Regions from separate parts of the Triticum aestivum genome. Here region 2 is linked to region 1. The links are chromatin contacts, called in public Hi-C maps. All regions are on one chromosome and are shown on one strand. The core of a region is the stretch at or near the end of the contact, and the rest is flanking DNA. Distances in the headings are between cores, read along the strand shown.

Region 1 (7,519 bases), core at 3,442-5,941:
GATCCATAAATACCGGGGCAAAACATGCATAGAGGAAACGACAGGCTGACAGTAATCATGAGGATTAACATGCTAACATAAAAAAACATAGGAAATATACAGAGCATCTGATCCATAGTGATAAATTTATGATACAAACAAAAAAGAAAAGAAAAGAAACATCTTATGTCACTATTTCAAATCAAAATACAAATAGAACAGCAGAACCTTTGAGAATATTTTGTAGGGATATAAAATGAAAACATATAGTAAAGAACTAATCTATACCTACTCCCTCCGGTCCTTTTTACTCCGCGTATTAGATTTGTGTCCATGGTTTTGAGTCGCCGACTAATCGCCGACTAATCACCAAGTTGTTGGAGCAAGGTTGGCTTGCGCAGGCGACTTGGCTTGAGGAGCGAGTCGCGCGGCTGGTAGGCTAGTCGACGATTAGTCGACGACTAGTCGGGCGACTAGGACCTCAAAGCAGGGCGGCTTGCTTCAGCAAGGCCAAGGGAGGGAAGACTGGGAAGGTGAGGAGGCCAGAGTTCGAGGCGGGGGAGGAGGAGACGAAGCTGGAGAGTGCGCCGCCTGTACGAGGAGAAGCACGGAAGAGACAAAGGAGAAAGGCACATGGGAGAGCAGATGCACGGTCCAGATTAGAGCATATGGACGGTTTGGATTTTATTTGGAAGCTAGGGTTACTTAATGGGCCTATTGGGCCAGCTCTCTAGCACGAAACAGAGGAGGAGCAAGACGCGTGCTCCCATCCCACATCAGAATCACCGCCTCCATTGCTCCTACGAGCTGCTGCTGCCTTCTCCGAGCTGAAGTATCCTCCAAGCAGCTGCCTTCCCCCTCCTCCGCCTGCAACAGCACCTCTTCCCCCTCCTCCTCCTCCTCTTTCCCCTCCTCCTCCTCCTCCTCCTCCTCCTCTTAACACCTGGGGCGACTTGGGGCGATTAATCACGACGAGTCGCAGACTAATCGCAGCGAGACACTAGTCGGAGGCATGGCGACTCGACTTGGCTAGGCGACTCAAAAACCTTGTTTGTGTCAAGTCAGACATTGCAAAGTTTGACCAAATTTATATTAAAAAATATCAACATCTACAATACCAAATATACATACTATGAAACTACATTTCATAACGAATCTAACAATATTGATTTGGCATTGTGAATGTTGATACTTTTTCCTATAAGTTTGGTCAAAGTAGAGATATTTTGACTTCGGACAGAAGTTATATGCAGACTAAAAAGGACCGGAAGGGGTACTTGTCTAGGCATACAGGTACACTACTCAACACCTACTTCTGTAAAAACATGACATGGTAATGTGCTGACATTTGAGCCCCACCTGCTACCACATGTTATAATCCAAAAATGGCCAATAAAAAAAGGTTCATGTCACCATATACATGCTTGGAACAGACTTGTCATTACATGTTACTATTTAAAGTACAAAATATACATGGGAGAATAAGATCAATTTCATGTGACAATTCTCGACCAAGCATATTACCGTTGAAGTGGAGGCCCTGCGCCTTTCAGAAGACCTTTTAGATGGACTAGAACTACTAGTTACCACGCCTGCAACTTTTCTGCTTAGTCTACTACTTACAGACCTCTGCAGTGTGTGAAATGCTAGTTAGTACACACCTGACAGTTGATAAACGATAATAAAACTTGAGAGTATAATCAATTCAACCAATATACCTGAGCCATACTCTTAGCCGCCCTTTGCTGACGAACATAAACCATTAAAGGTGTCACAACAGGGGGCTCCTTTCCAGCAGCTGCAATAGTAACCAAGTAAAGACATGATCTTCTTTTATGCTTAGCATCTTTGAATAGATACATTAATTAGGCAATAATGCTTTACTACAAATAGAAAGTTACGAGATGTTTTACCTGCTCTTTCGGCTTCTTTCCTTTCAAGCTGAATTTCAGCACTTGGCAAATGCTCAGTAGGCTTTGATATAAGCTCAAGAAATTCCAAGTATTCTGGATCTGAATATTCGACAACAGAAATAACTAAGTTTGAAAAAACGAGAAATATGGAAGTACGGTACATATTGGACAACAAAAATGCTTGTTTAAGACCTTTTGTTATAGTTCCTTGACGAGCATCTTTCTTGATATTTGACTTCGGAACCTGTTGTGATGGTGCATATTCCACAAGAGCTTTAAATTGAGCACCTGGCAGGGAACCATGTACAACATGCATGACATACAAATTAAAACATGCATAGATGCATAACCAAACATATACTCGAGTTTTAGGGGGGAAAAGAACTTCGCAAATTGATTAAAAAATTACAAGCTAACAATTTCAGTTACATCCTAACAGGATATATTGATTAAATAACCCCATATGTCAACAATACAACATAGGTGGTGATTGTGTTCATTCACCATGTCTGACACCTGACCAAACTATTGTGCAGGCTATAAAAGAGGAAACTGATGGCTAGTTTAACTTTCTGGATAACCTCAGGCGTTGATCATCTAAGAAGGATGAACGCAAATATGGCAGTACTTATTTGCTAGCTAGCCGTAATCAAGATGACCCATCTTCCGTTCAATGGTTATGTGACTGCTAAGCATTAACATTTTATGTCAATTTGAAATCTTGTAGAAAATAATTTGGCTATTGCAAAAATCACATCATGTGTAGTGCTATACTGATGCAACAAATAGTAGAAACTGAAGAATGCAAAGGGTGCCTCACTAATGAACTTATATCTCTAGCGTGGACAGTGATAAGTGGACGTAATCTGAATATGAGTTCCGTATACAGTTGATTGCACATGAGAAAAGAAACAAAAAGAGCATATTGGTTAAGAAATGAAGGACTTACCCTTTTCATTCACAAATACATGCCCATTGAAGAACTCAGCAAACTCAACAACATCTTCTGGGCTCTTGAAGTTAAGGTAGAGACGAGAATATCTATGATTCTTTTGGCTGGAAATAAAAATTCAGTTAACCAACTGGAAAAAATATGGTGGCAAATAATTAAGTCGCTATTGTATCAACAACTTCTGGGCTCTTGAAGTTAAGGTAAAATCGGCTGGATAGATAAATTTTGTTAACCAATTGGACAAAAGAGGGTGGGAAACAAGAAATATACTATTGTTTACTTCCCACTGCTAGGTTCCAATAAGGAAGCCTTATACTTTGAGTAAAAGCAACTCAAAGACATCAAAATTTAAGGAAGAAACTACTACGCAAATCACCATAGCACAGGACTGGTAAATAAAAAGGCTGAATGCTACAAGGTAGTTTCGACTTCCAAGTGTTTCTGTTTCTTTTAAGAAATTGCTCCATAACAAGCACACTATAAGTGAATTCTGGCTCTTGTATCCAAAATAAGAGAAAGCAAAAAATGAACATTTTACAGTTTTAGTTGCCATAAAAAACCAGTGAGGCCAGCGACAAACTAAGGAAATGGAATTAACGGGTAGAAAGCATAGATAGTTGCATAACAAATAAGGCAACCTCTATTCTTCACTAATACTTAAGGTACAATCATTGACAAATTTGTACTCAAAAACAAAATTACAAGCACAGATCATAACTACGATTTAACACCCAACAGTTCATTCTGGTTGAACGTAAGATGGCAGGAACTGGAAACTGCAAGTGGCACCGCATTGTAAACTACAAGTCCACGGCTAGGGATAATGTGCTGCAAGATAGCAGCAACAATTTTAAGCATAACGTCTCAATTACGCAAATGAACATGCTGATTGCTAATAACGAAACAAACTACGTCACTTATACAAGCACACGAAATCTATGGGGGAAAACCAGAAACTGCTAGTCGCATAATTCCTATATTAAACAGACAAGGCCCCAATCCAGAACTAGAGCACTGAACCTCACAGATACGCCAACTACAAGTCTACAACTAGGAACAACATGATGCACTAGATTGCGTCAACAGTTTTATTTAAGCTAAGCATATCAATTACACAGATGAAACATGCATGCTAATAACAAAAAATAAACTAAATCACTTAAACAGCACACGAAATCTAAACGGAAACTGCCAGTCGCCTAGCACATGATTCTTAGGTTAACAGCCACGACCTCAATCCAGACCTAAAGAGCACCGAACCTCGCATGAAGGCCAACGCACGCCCAGGGGACTCGGGGAGCGAGGGAGAGAAAATGCTGACCTGGCATTACCGGGGCGGAAGCAGGCCCAGTCATACCGCCCAGCGAAGCGCGCGTCAACCTGGTCCACGACGGCCTGCTGCGCAATCGCCGGCGGCAGCCGCCTGAGCACCACCTTCGTGCGGTGCGCCGGGTCCTTCATGTGCGCGCGCGCCGCCAGCTCCAACTCCTCGGGTCCGAAATCCGCCGACGAACCGGGACCCACCACCACACCGCACCGGCACAAACCCTAGGGGCCGGGTCACATCGAGGCGGGGCGGGGCGGGGCGGGAGGGCAGACGGGCGCGAGATCTGAGGAAGGGTTAGGGTTTGGAGCGGGGCTGGGGTTGGGGAAGGAGGAGGTCTCTCGCTTTCGTCTGCTGCTTCTCCCCCCTCTCGCGAAGTCGCGTGCGACTCTTTTCGGTCTCTGGTTGGGGTTGGGGTTTGGGGTTGGGAGATGAGAAATTGGAAACTGTCGGAGATTAGGGGAGGTGGAAGAGGAGGACGACGACGAGAACGAAACGAAAAGAAAAGGCGACACGGGAGAAGAAGAAAAAAAGAGGAAAGGCGCAAGAAAAGATACGAGAAAAATATCAATCCTCACTCCAGATAATGTAGAATAGGTTGATGCGTCAAAAGAGAAAAGACTGCTATAGCATTTTGCAACAAGCCCCCCCACCCCCCCCACACACACACACACACACACACCCAGCTATATAGCGATGTGAATATGTGATGCATTTTTTGTTGGCAGTTTAGCTAAATAGCATAGCAGTCGAAGAAGGTTAACGAGTTAGAAAGTAAGCTTGCACTACTTTTCATCACATAACAAACTCAATCTATAAATCAGTGTTGACGATTAGGACATGAACTATGGTGGCATCACCGGTGCTGCCTCATGCCAACCAGCTAGACTTAAGAAAATGAGGCCACAATTTGAACTTGTTTCATCCAACGCCAAAATCTGAGGCTACCATCTTACCAGGGACCATACTCTCCCCTTGCCTGACTTTCTTCCAATCCTCCAGCTCCCTCTCTCTTTCCTTTTCCTCTCCTCTTTCCTTTTCCTCACATTTTCACTTTTCTGCTCGAAGAACCCATCTTCTGTTTAGGAACCACCTTGGCTCTGCGAGCTATACCTTTATGGCCATGGTGGCATCCGAGCCTAGTTGGCTCATGGGGTAGCACATTTGGGGTCACGTGTTAGCCATGCCCTTAGAAATCTTGACCCTGACCATTCACCTCAATACTTTCCTTAAAAGTTACGGCATGTGAGGTGATGTGGGCGTGTGGCTGCTTAGGCTGTAACTGGTGGCCCACATCAGGACTCAGCCCTTCGACAGACAATTATGAGTTCATGAATTTATGTTTCATCTAATTCTATTGAAATTCCTTATTTCTTGGTCATATATGCCATGTTTTTTTCTTCTTAAAATTGCTAAATCTTATAGCCCACTGTAGTTTTGTAGCTTTTGGAAGGTCGCCCCTATATACCATTAAGCTTGATATTTTAGATGACGGGTTAATAGAAGGCCAGCCCTAGGCGTCGCTCGACCTAACCCAAATTTCGACCGATCACCGCGCGTGTGGTGGTGTCCTACATAGGGGGTGCTAACCACGTCGGCCCCCGAGCATGGGTTGGGCCGAGGACCCCCCAAGCTTACAACCATTGGGCCACGCTTGCCAGGCCCCTCGATGTACTCAAGATGGAATCTTTCGAAGACCTAGCGCCTACCCCAAGACAAGATGTGATCCTCAGCATGTTTTATTAGGTGAAGCTGCACGACGCCCCATGTTGAGTGGGATCTTGAACCTCGAGTGGGATGTCCTGCCTCCAGCATGATGGAAGCCGCGATGCCCGACGTCGCCGTAGCCACCGCAATCTTGCCTTCGCCTCGAACCCTTGTGAGTAGTGCCTTGTATAGGAAGGTCTTCCTGGTGCCTCCCGGGCCATCGACAAAGAATACACCCCCATCACTGGCATCAACTGTTGTGAGTATCTCGTTGTATGCAAGCCTCTGCTTGGGGTTTAGCAAGGACGCTAAAGTAGTGTCGTTCGCGTCAACCTCTGAAAGGATCGATATGGTTGACTAGAGGGGGTGAATAGGCAACTATGAAATTTTAGTTTTTTTTAACAAATTAGGGTTAGCAACAAATAGGTTGTCTATATATGCAACTAGGTGAACAATTTATATGATGTTAGCAATGACAACAACACAAGCAAGCAAGATAAACAAGACGATAATAGCTTGCTCAAAGTAAAGGTAAGAGATAACCACAAGTGTATTCGGGGGAGACAAGGATGTGTTACCAAAGTTCCTTCCCTTTGAGAGGAAGTGCATCTCCGTTGGAGCGGTGTGGAGGCACAATGCTCCCCAAGAAGCCACTAGGGCCACCGTATTCTCCTCACGCCCTCACACAATCCGAGACGTCGTGATTCCACTAGTGGTGCTCTTGAAGGTGGCAATCGGACCTTTACAAACAAGGTTGGAGCTCTCTCCACAACTGAATTGGAGGCTCCCAACACCACCACGGAGCTTCACCATAATGGAATGTGGCTCCGAGGTGGCCTCTTCCGTCTAGGGTGCCCAAACACCCAAGAGTAACAAAATCCACACAAGAAAGTATGGGGGAATCAAATTTCCTTTGGTGAAAGTGTAGATCTAGGTCTCCTCCTTCAATCCCTAGCAAATCAACAAGTTTGAGTGGCTAGAGAGAGAGAGATCAGGCAAGAAAGCTTGACGGGAATCAATGGAGGAGAGAGAGAGGTAAGAGGTAAGAAGGTAGCTAGAAGAACCACCCCTTATATAGTGACCCCCCAATTCCAACTGTTACAACAATTTTTACACTGCAGCGGTACAACCGCTCATGCACCCGGTACAACCGGGATTCACGGGTATACTGCAGAAACCCTAATAGGCGGTACAATCGGTGGCGTGGGCGGTAGTACCGGTTGCCATAAGCAATCGGAACAATCGCTCCACTACTGCCTCAAAACAAAAAGAGAGTCACCCCCTATAGCGATAGTCGAGCGGTAGTTGCACCGGAACAACAGCCTGGCCCGAGTCCTGGTGGTAGCTAAGTCCCGAGCGGTAGAACCGCTCCGGGCACCGGTAGTACCGGTTAATAGAGAATAACCGGGACAACCGGGACACCACCGCCCAATAACCGCTCTACCATAGAAGCTGGACTGGTGGTTGGGCGGTACCAGGCCGGTGCAACCGCCATGTAAAAGCAGTCCCGGGTTTTCCCAGAGACGTGGTGGTACCATCGCCCAGGGGCAACGGTACTACCGTTGGGCCTGTACCTGGGAGCTGCAACCCCAGGGTATCACCCCCTAGGGCGGTGGTTGTGCTGGTAGAACCAAATAGGCGGGA
Region 2 (7,519 bases), core at 2,309-4,808, 450 kb after region 1:
AGGTATTCAACCAGAGCAGGTAAGCAATGACTTCACGAAACTAAACTGGAAGTAAAGGGATGAAGTGATAGAACGAGTTGCTTGACGAAGACAAGGATTTGGTAGACCAGTTGTTGTGACAACTGTACGTCTGGTTAGCGAGGCTGAGATTGAACTTAGAAGACCACGTCTTCACCTTATCCCCCTTGAGCAAAGGTCACTTAGTACTCGCCCAATCACTCAGGCAAGTCTTCAAGGTAGACTTCCAAACCTTCACAGACTTCGTTCACCGACGATCCACAATGACTCTTGAATCCTCAGAACGCGACGCCTAACCGACTGGAAGATCACAGTCTTCAAGTGTAATAAGTCTTCAGATCACGCAGACAGAAAGACTTCAGTGATGCCAAAAACTCTTTGGGCTCTGGGTGTTTTGGGTTTTGTCCTTGCAAGGATTCTTCTTCAAAGGCTTCGGAGGAGGGTTGCTCGCAAACGACAAAAGCCGTGCACTAACTCTGAGCAACCACCAATTTATGATGGAGGGGGTGGCTATTTATAGCCAGGGGGCAACCCGACATGATTTGTCTAAAATGACCCTTGGTCATTGGGGAACCAACACGTGTCCAACGGTCGGATTTCAAACACACGCGACAGCTCGACTTGGGCAACAAGCAAAGCTGACTTATCCGACCCAAGATAAGATTTTGTCTCATTGTCTTCACTCGAAGACATAGGATTTGGGTTGAGCATCACGTCAGTTTTCTGACTTTGTTCACTTGAATCCCACTTGACAGTTCGGTGGTTCCAATGATTCAAGAAAGAAGAAAATGAAACTATGAAAGAAACTATGACTTCACACTCCATTATCTTCAAACGAATGTCTTCACACGTCATTATCTTCGATGCGAAGTCTTCGCGAACCACCAATGTCGTCAATGTCTTCATTCATTTTTAGGGGTCATCTTCGATGGGTAAACCGAATCAATAGGGACTTCTACCTGTGTTCTCCTGTGAATCTCACAAACACATTAGTCCCTTAATCATGTTTGCCGTCAATACTCCAAAACCAACTAGGGGTGGCATTAGATGCACTTACACATTTTGTTTCAGAAGGTTCTCGAGAAAAATATTATGTCTATATCGAAGGTGATCTCACATTTATGATGTCCTTTCTAAATTCTTAATTACCTATTATTTACGTGATTGAAATGAATCAACACATGCCAAAGCAAGCACGAAAGAAGATCTCCTCCTCTGATGGGATTTGGTTTTTAATGGGAAGGTGAAAAACCAGTGGGAGAGGGTAGTGGGAGGTGAGACAAAAAATCTAGGACAAAAATAAACCGTACCAGGCTACCAACTCCCGCTTTAGGAGTAGAGAAGAGATAATGATAATAATAAATAGCATAGTACGTGGGATCAATGATTTGTTATTGAGGAATATCTCATTTTGTTTCGGAACATTATCGAGAAAAATATTATGTCTATATTTTAATAAGGAGATCTCACATATATGGTGTGATTTCTTAATTCTTTATTACCTATTATTTACGTGATTGAAATGGATCAGCACCTGCCAAAACAAGCACAAAACAAGATCTTCCCCTTTAATGGGATTTGGTTTTTTGGTGGGAAGGAGAAAAACCAGTGGGAGAGGATGGGGAAAAAACCGGACGAAAATAAAATGTACCAGGCTACCAACTCACACTTTAGGAGTAGAGATTGATTTTTAATGGGAATGAGAAAAAACCAGTGGGAGAGGGTGGTGGGAGGTGAGAGAAAAAGGAGGAAAATAAACCGTAAAATGCTACCAACTCCCCTTTAGGAGTAAAGACCTTTGGAGTAGAGATATTGAGTAATATCTCATTTTATTTTGGAAGGTTATCGAGAAAAATATTACGTCTATATTTTAGGAAGGTGATTTCACATATATGGTGCGATTTTTGAATTTTTAATTACCTATTATTTATGTGATTAAAATGAAATAGCATCTGCCAAAGCAAACACGAAACAAGATCTCCCTTTAATGAAATTTGGTTTTTAATGGGAAGAAGAAAAACCAGAGGGAGAGGGCGGTAGGAGGTGAGATGAAAATAAACCATAAGAGGCTACCAACTTCACCTTTAGGAGTACAGAAGAGATAATGATAATATAATGGCATAGTGCATGGGATTAATAATTTTTTATTTAGAAATACCTTGTTTTGTTTTGAAAGGTTATCGAGAAAAGTATTATGTCTATATTTTAGTAAGGTGAACTTACATATATAATACGATTTCTGAATTCTTAATTACATATTATTTACGTGATTGAAATGGATCATCACCTGTCAAATCAAGCACGAAACAAGATCTCTTCTTTTAATGTGATTTGGTTTTTAATGGAAAGGAGAAAAACCAGCCGGAGAGGACGGTGCGAGGTAAGACGGGAAAAACGAACAAAAATAAACCGTACCAAGCTAACAACTCCACCTTTAGAAGTACAGATATGCTTATGCCTTTTCTTCTTTCCGAGTGGGGGACAGGCTATGCCTTCCCTACCCTAGCCGCCGCCACGCCTGGCGACTAGGGAGGCGATTTTCTTCCTCCGATCTCAGTCGGCCAGGGTGTTGGCCCCCTCTCTCTCCGGCTGCTCCGGCGACAGGAGGGAGGGGGGACCCCGTTCCTTCGCTCTGTAGTTACGTTTTGCATTTGTAGGTCATGGTGCGCCGTTGGGGTGGCGGGAGCGGCGCCCGGACGAATAAATCTGCCTCAGCTTCACTCCCACACCGGCGGTGTCCTTCATGGTGGCGTCTCGGAGTTGATGGCATCCTGTGTTTGCCAATCCTTCAGATCGACTGTGTTATAGTTCATGGATGGTGTCGGCGAGGCGGCGGCGGCGACTCCATCAGGTGTATCTCTCCTTCTGCTCTGTCCCCGTTGTTGTGGCGTTGTCTCCGACGTCATGGTGGAGCAGGGAGGTTTTATCATCTAGGAGTACGCGCAGACGGTTGTCTGCGCAAGTGACAGCTGGAAGATGGTGCATCCCGTGCTGGGTTTGTGGTTGGTGGCTGACAGTTCTGGTTTCCTCCTTCGACGTTGTTGTCGTGCGGGGGTGTGAGATCTAGAGTTCGATGGCGTGTCTGGGGACATGTTGCCCCGGTCTGATTCTTTCAACAGCAATGGTTTTGCTTCTGGCAAACTACTTTCGAGGTCCGTAAAGCTGCTGATCAGCGATGGAGCCGCTCGAGCTCGGGTGAAGAGGTGGTCTGTTTTCTTTCCCTTTGGTGGCCGCTTCGGTGGTGTCGGAGGAAAAGAACAGGCGCTGGTATTTTGCATAGGATTATCCTATCTTTTCAGTCTTGTAATGTTGGTGCTTACGTGCCTTGTAACCGGATCTTTATTTTATAAATGAGACACGTATTACCATGAAAAAAAGTACAGATATGCTTATATATATTTGGTTTGTTATTAATTTGCTTTAAATACATAACAATTATAGTATTTGTTTAATTGTATCCCCGTATCTCGTGTGATTAATGGCTGCCCTTTATTATTTGCGTACATAATCCAACCATCGGCCAGCAGGACCGATCTGCGATGAGCAAACCAAGAAAAGCACAGCCGCCAAGTGAGGAGCAAGCCATGGAGGAGCAGCAGGTCGTGGACGCCATGAAGGACCAGGCCGCCCTCTCGATGCGCCTCCTCCGTGGCCTCGGCCTCCGCGGCGAGCAAAACCTCGCCTTCTCGCCGGCGTCTTTCCACGCCATCCTGTCCCTCCTCGCGGCTGGTACCACCGGTGCCATTCGGGACCAGATCGTCTCCTTCCTGGGCCCCGCCGGCGCTGAAGCGCATGCTGCCCTCGTGTCCCACTTTGGCCAAACACCGAGCCACCAGGAAGAGGACGAGGAAGGACATCCCATGGTCCGGTGCGCCACTGGGGTGTGGGTCGACTCCTCTCTCCACCTCAAGCCCACCTTCGCGACCATGGCGGCATCCAGGTTCAACGCGGAGGCGCGAGCCGTCTGCTTTGGGTCAAACCCCGAGCAGGCCAGGTCCGAGATCAACGAGTGGTTCGAGGGCGAGACAGGCGGCCGGTGGAAGGAGCTTGTACCTGAGGGTTCCATCAACGCCGCCACGGTCGTCGTCCTCGCCAACGCGCTCTATTTCAGAGGCTACTGGTACGACCCCTTCGACCCTGAGCTCACACAAGACGGCGACTTCTACGTCTCGCCCGGGCACGCCGTTCGCACGCCCTTCATGGTGGGGGGCTACCTGCACGAGAACATGTGCATCGCCTGCCACCCCGGCTTCAAAGTCCTGTGGATGCCCTACTGCGGCCACTACCAGGACTGTCGCTCCTCCATGTGCATCTACCTTCCTGACGATCGCGGCGGGCTGCCGGAGTTGGTGCGCGCGCTCAGCTCTGACCCATCCGTGCTATTCGCCGTGCCGGAGAAACTGGTCCCCACGGCCGAGCTGAGGATCCCCAAGTTCGACGTGTCGCAACGGCTCGAGGCCTCGCACCTCCTCCGTGATCTCGGGCTGGACCTGCCGTTCCGTCTCAATCCAGCCGGTCAGTCCTTCTCGGAGATGCTGGCCTTGGACGAGCACGATTCCAAGATGCCGATGGCGGTGTCGTCCGTCGTCCACCAGTGCTCTGTCAACATCAACGAGCAAGGTACCGTGGCCGCCGCAGCCACCGACATGGAGATTCTGGGGTGTTGCCTGCCATCGGAGAAGGTCGTAGACTTCGTCGCCGATCACCCATTCCTTTTTTTCATCATCAAAGAGGAGGACAACAATGGCGTAATTCTTTTCGCCGGCCAAGTTGTCAATCCTCTCTCTTAGAGCAATTAATATTATGAATTTGTTGCAACAAGTATTGCGAGGCGTTACTCGCTATGAATCTTTGTAGTACTTCAATCCAAAATTGACTGTTTAGTGTCACTGTCAGCCCATACACGGGCTTGTGATATTTTCCTTCGTTTTGTTGTCTCTTCTTTCTAGGGGTATTTTGTTGTTTACCTTAACTCAGGGGTTTTCTAGGGGTCCGTACAACTCAGGTGGGCATCATATAGGTTGTCTATGAATCCTGTACCCAATTGTCCGGGCGAGCTGCCCGATAAGTGCTCGGACAAAATATAGTCATCAAACCGGACCAATCAAACAAGGCCCAAACGTTCGAGCTGATCGTCGCCCGGCGCATCCATCACATCAGACTGAAGGATGGGCCCGTGCTAAAACACATCGGTTCGAGGTGCGCCTCCTCAGGCCGGGTGGGGATGTATTCATGTCACCGCTCTCGCACGCCGCACGAGGATCAAGTCTTGCTATCTAAGTTGGACAACGACGCAACCCTAGCCCTGTCCCATTCTCATTCCTCCCGTCCTCACCATCGCTGCCTGTTTGGTAAACACTCGGCAGGGGAATGGGAGTTTGCACAAGGGTATTTATGAAGGGATTAGGCACGGGAAGTAGATTTTTACTTTCATTCCCTTGTTTGGCATATGATGTGAATTAGCGTGGGATAGAACTCTGCTCACGAATTAAGTACCCCTAGGAAGAAATCGGTGGGAATTGGCTTCCTCAACTCCCAGTCCCCTTCCCACTTAGGTGGTTGGTTCTCTAGTCCTAAGACTTTTTCTAGTCCCAACTAAAAAGTCCCTAGTCCCTAAAAAGTCTCTCCCTGTTTGTTTCCAGAGGCTAAAAAGTCCCTAGTCCCTTCCTAGAGGTTATTAAATGACCATGTTGCCCCTAGTATATACGTGGTGTTTGGTTCTCTAGTCCTAGGACCTTTTCTAGTCCCAACTAAAAAGTCCCTAGTCCCTAAAAAGTCCCTCCCTGTTTGTTTCCAGAGACTAAAAAGTCCCTAGTCCCTTTCTAGAGGTTATTAAATGACCATGTTGCCCCTAGTATATAGAAAAATAACAATCAAACAACACCATGGGATGGCGGGCCAATGGGTGCATGGAGGGGCATTGTTGGAAAAGTCCAAAAAGTCCCAAAAAGACTCTCCTTAAGAGTCTTCTTCATTTAGTCCCAAATGCCTAGTTTAGTCCATAAAAAGTCCCTCCCGTTTGGTAAAAAAGTCTCTAAGAGGGGCTTTTTCTAGTCCCTACACAAAAAAGTCCCTGGAAACAAACACCCCCATAGAAAAATAACAATCAAACAACACGATGGGGTGGCGGGCCAATGGGTGCATGGAGGGGCATTATTGGAAAAGTCCCAAAAAGTCCCAAAAAGACTCTCCTTGAGAGTCTTCTTCATTTAGTCCCAAATGCCTAGTTTAGTCCCTAAAAAGTCCCTCCCGTTTGGTAAAAAAGTCTTTAAGAGGGACTTTTTCTAGTCCCTACATAAAAAAGTCCCTGAAAACAAACACCCCCTTAAACTCTCATTCCTTCTAATCAAACAGTGGACTTTTAATCTCCTTACCCCTCAACTCCCATTCCCCATCTCTAATTCCCTCGAACCAAACACGCTGCAACTCTCCATTCCACTTTGAATCATAGGTTCACCGACGCCGACGGCGCCATGGTTCGCAGCAAGATCACCTACTACACGTTATTCACGTTGGAAGCCATCCTCAACTCCATCCAGTCCGAGGCGAAGGTGGAGGCAAACCGCCGTTTCCTCCCGGAGGCGGACATGGAGCTTGAGGACGCCTTCGCGTACGAGGAGAACGACGACAGGGGCCATTGTTTCGCCTGGCCACCAATGACTACGAGGACAGCAGCTGGCACGAAAGTCATTTACATATCCAATGACGAGTAGTGTATGTGGTGGTTTGCTAGTTCCTACTATGTTTTATCTGATGTTGCATGACTTTGTATGAAAATGGAAATTTTCAAATGGGGAGTATGGTCGGGTGAAATCGAGTGACAGGGCGCTGCATGCGGACGCGGCCGCTGATGTTTTGGGGCTCACATTTGTAAGTGTGATTGGATTTCATTTTAGCGAATAAATGTGGGCTTTATTCCTTGGAAATAGTGTTACAATCTGCAATACAAAGCTAGAGACACTGTCTGGATAATGGTGCAACCAATAAGCGGTGCTACCTCTAGAGCATATTAGTATTTTTTGGCTCACCTTGCATCGGATCAATAGATTTGGTTTGTGATACTTATCATCGAAGATGGTGATCCTCTACACTTGTGGGTTATCACCCTAAAAGACTTCAATCGGACGCCCACATGAAGAAGACTATGGTAGACACATAGAAATCCATTTTCTCTTTCTCTTGCAGAAATTCAACAAGTCTCGCATAACCTCTTGACGGCCAGGCCGCGTGGCACTCAGGAAACTACTGACGAGGATATGCCACACCGTCTATTAAGGTATCAAGTCAAGAGCTCGGGCATAGGCGCAAGCCGGGCACCATACCAACTTGGGAGACAAGGGAGCGGTCCCATGCGACCAAGGGGCGCAAACCCACCAGTAGTCCGACTCGAGCCTGTAACCAAACTCGACTAAGTATATGAGCCGAGCTAGGGACCCTCTGGGGCTAAGACACGACATTCTAGAGCCATCTAGCTAGGGTTTCCACCTACCTCTCATCTTCC

What was found. Hi-C and Micro-C count contacts between places; a contact is called where the count stands out from the background.
Region 2: a contact with region 1 is called in a Hi-C map of leaf, with 2.7 times the contacts expected there. The contact joins the promoter of LOC123049407 here to the promoter of LOC123053380 in region 1.

Annotation. Positions count from the first base shown.
Region 1 is chr2D:395,811,604-395,819,122 of IWGSC CS RefSeq v2.1, forward strand. LOC123053380 (regulator of nonsense transcripts UPF3) reads right to left here and starts at 4,692. Exons shown (of 13, transcript XM_044476847.1): 1 at 4,166-4,692; 2 at 2,842-2,948; 3 at 2,085-2,180; 4 at 1,893-1,991; 5 at 1,698-1,777; 6 at 1,504-1,608. The coding sequence starts at 4,305.
Region 2 is chr2D:396,267,074-396,274,592 of IWGSC CS RefSeq v2.1, forward strand. It overlaps LOC123049407 (serpin-Z1), which reads left to right and starts at 3,559. Exons shown (of 1, transcript XM_044472327.1): 1 at 3,559-4,865. The coding sequence starts at 3,603. The coding sequence ends at 4,808.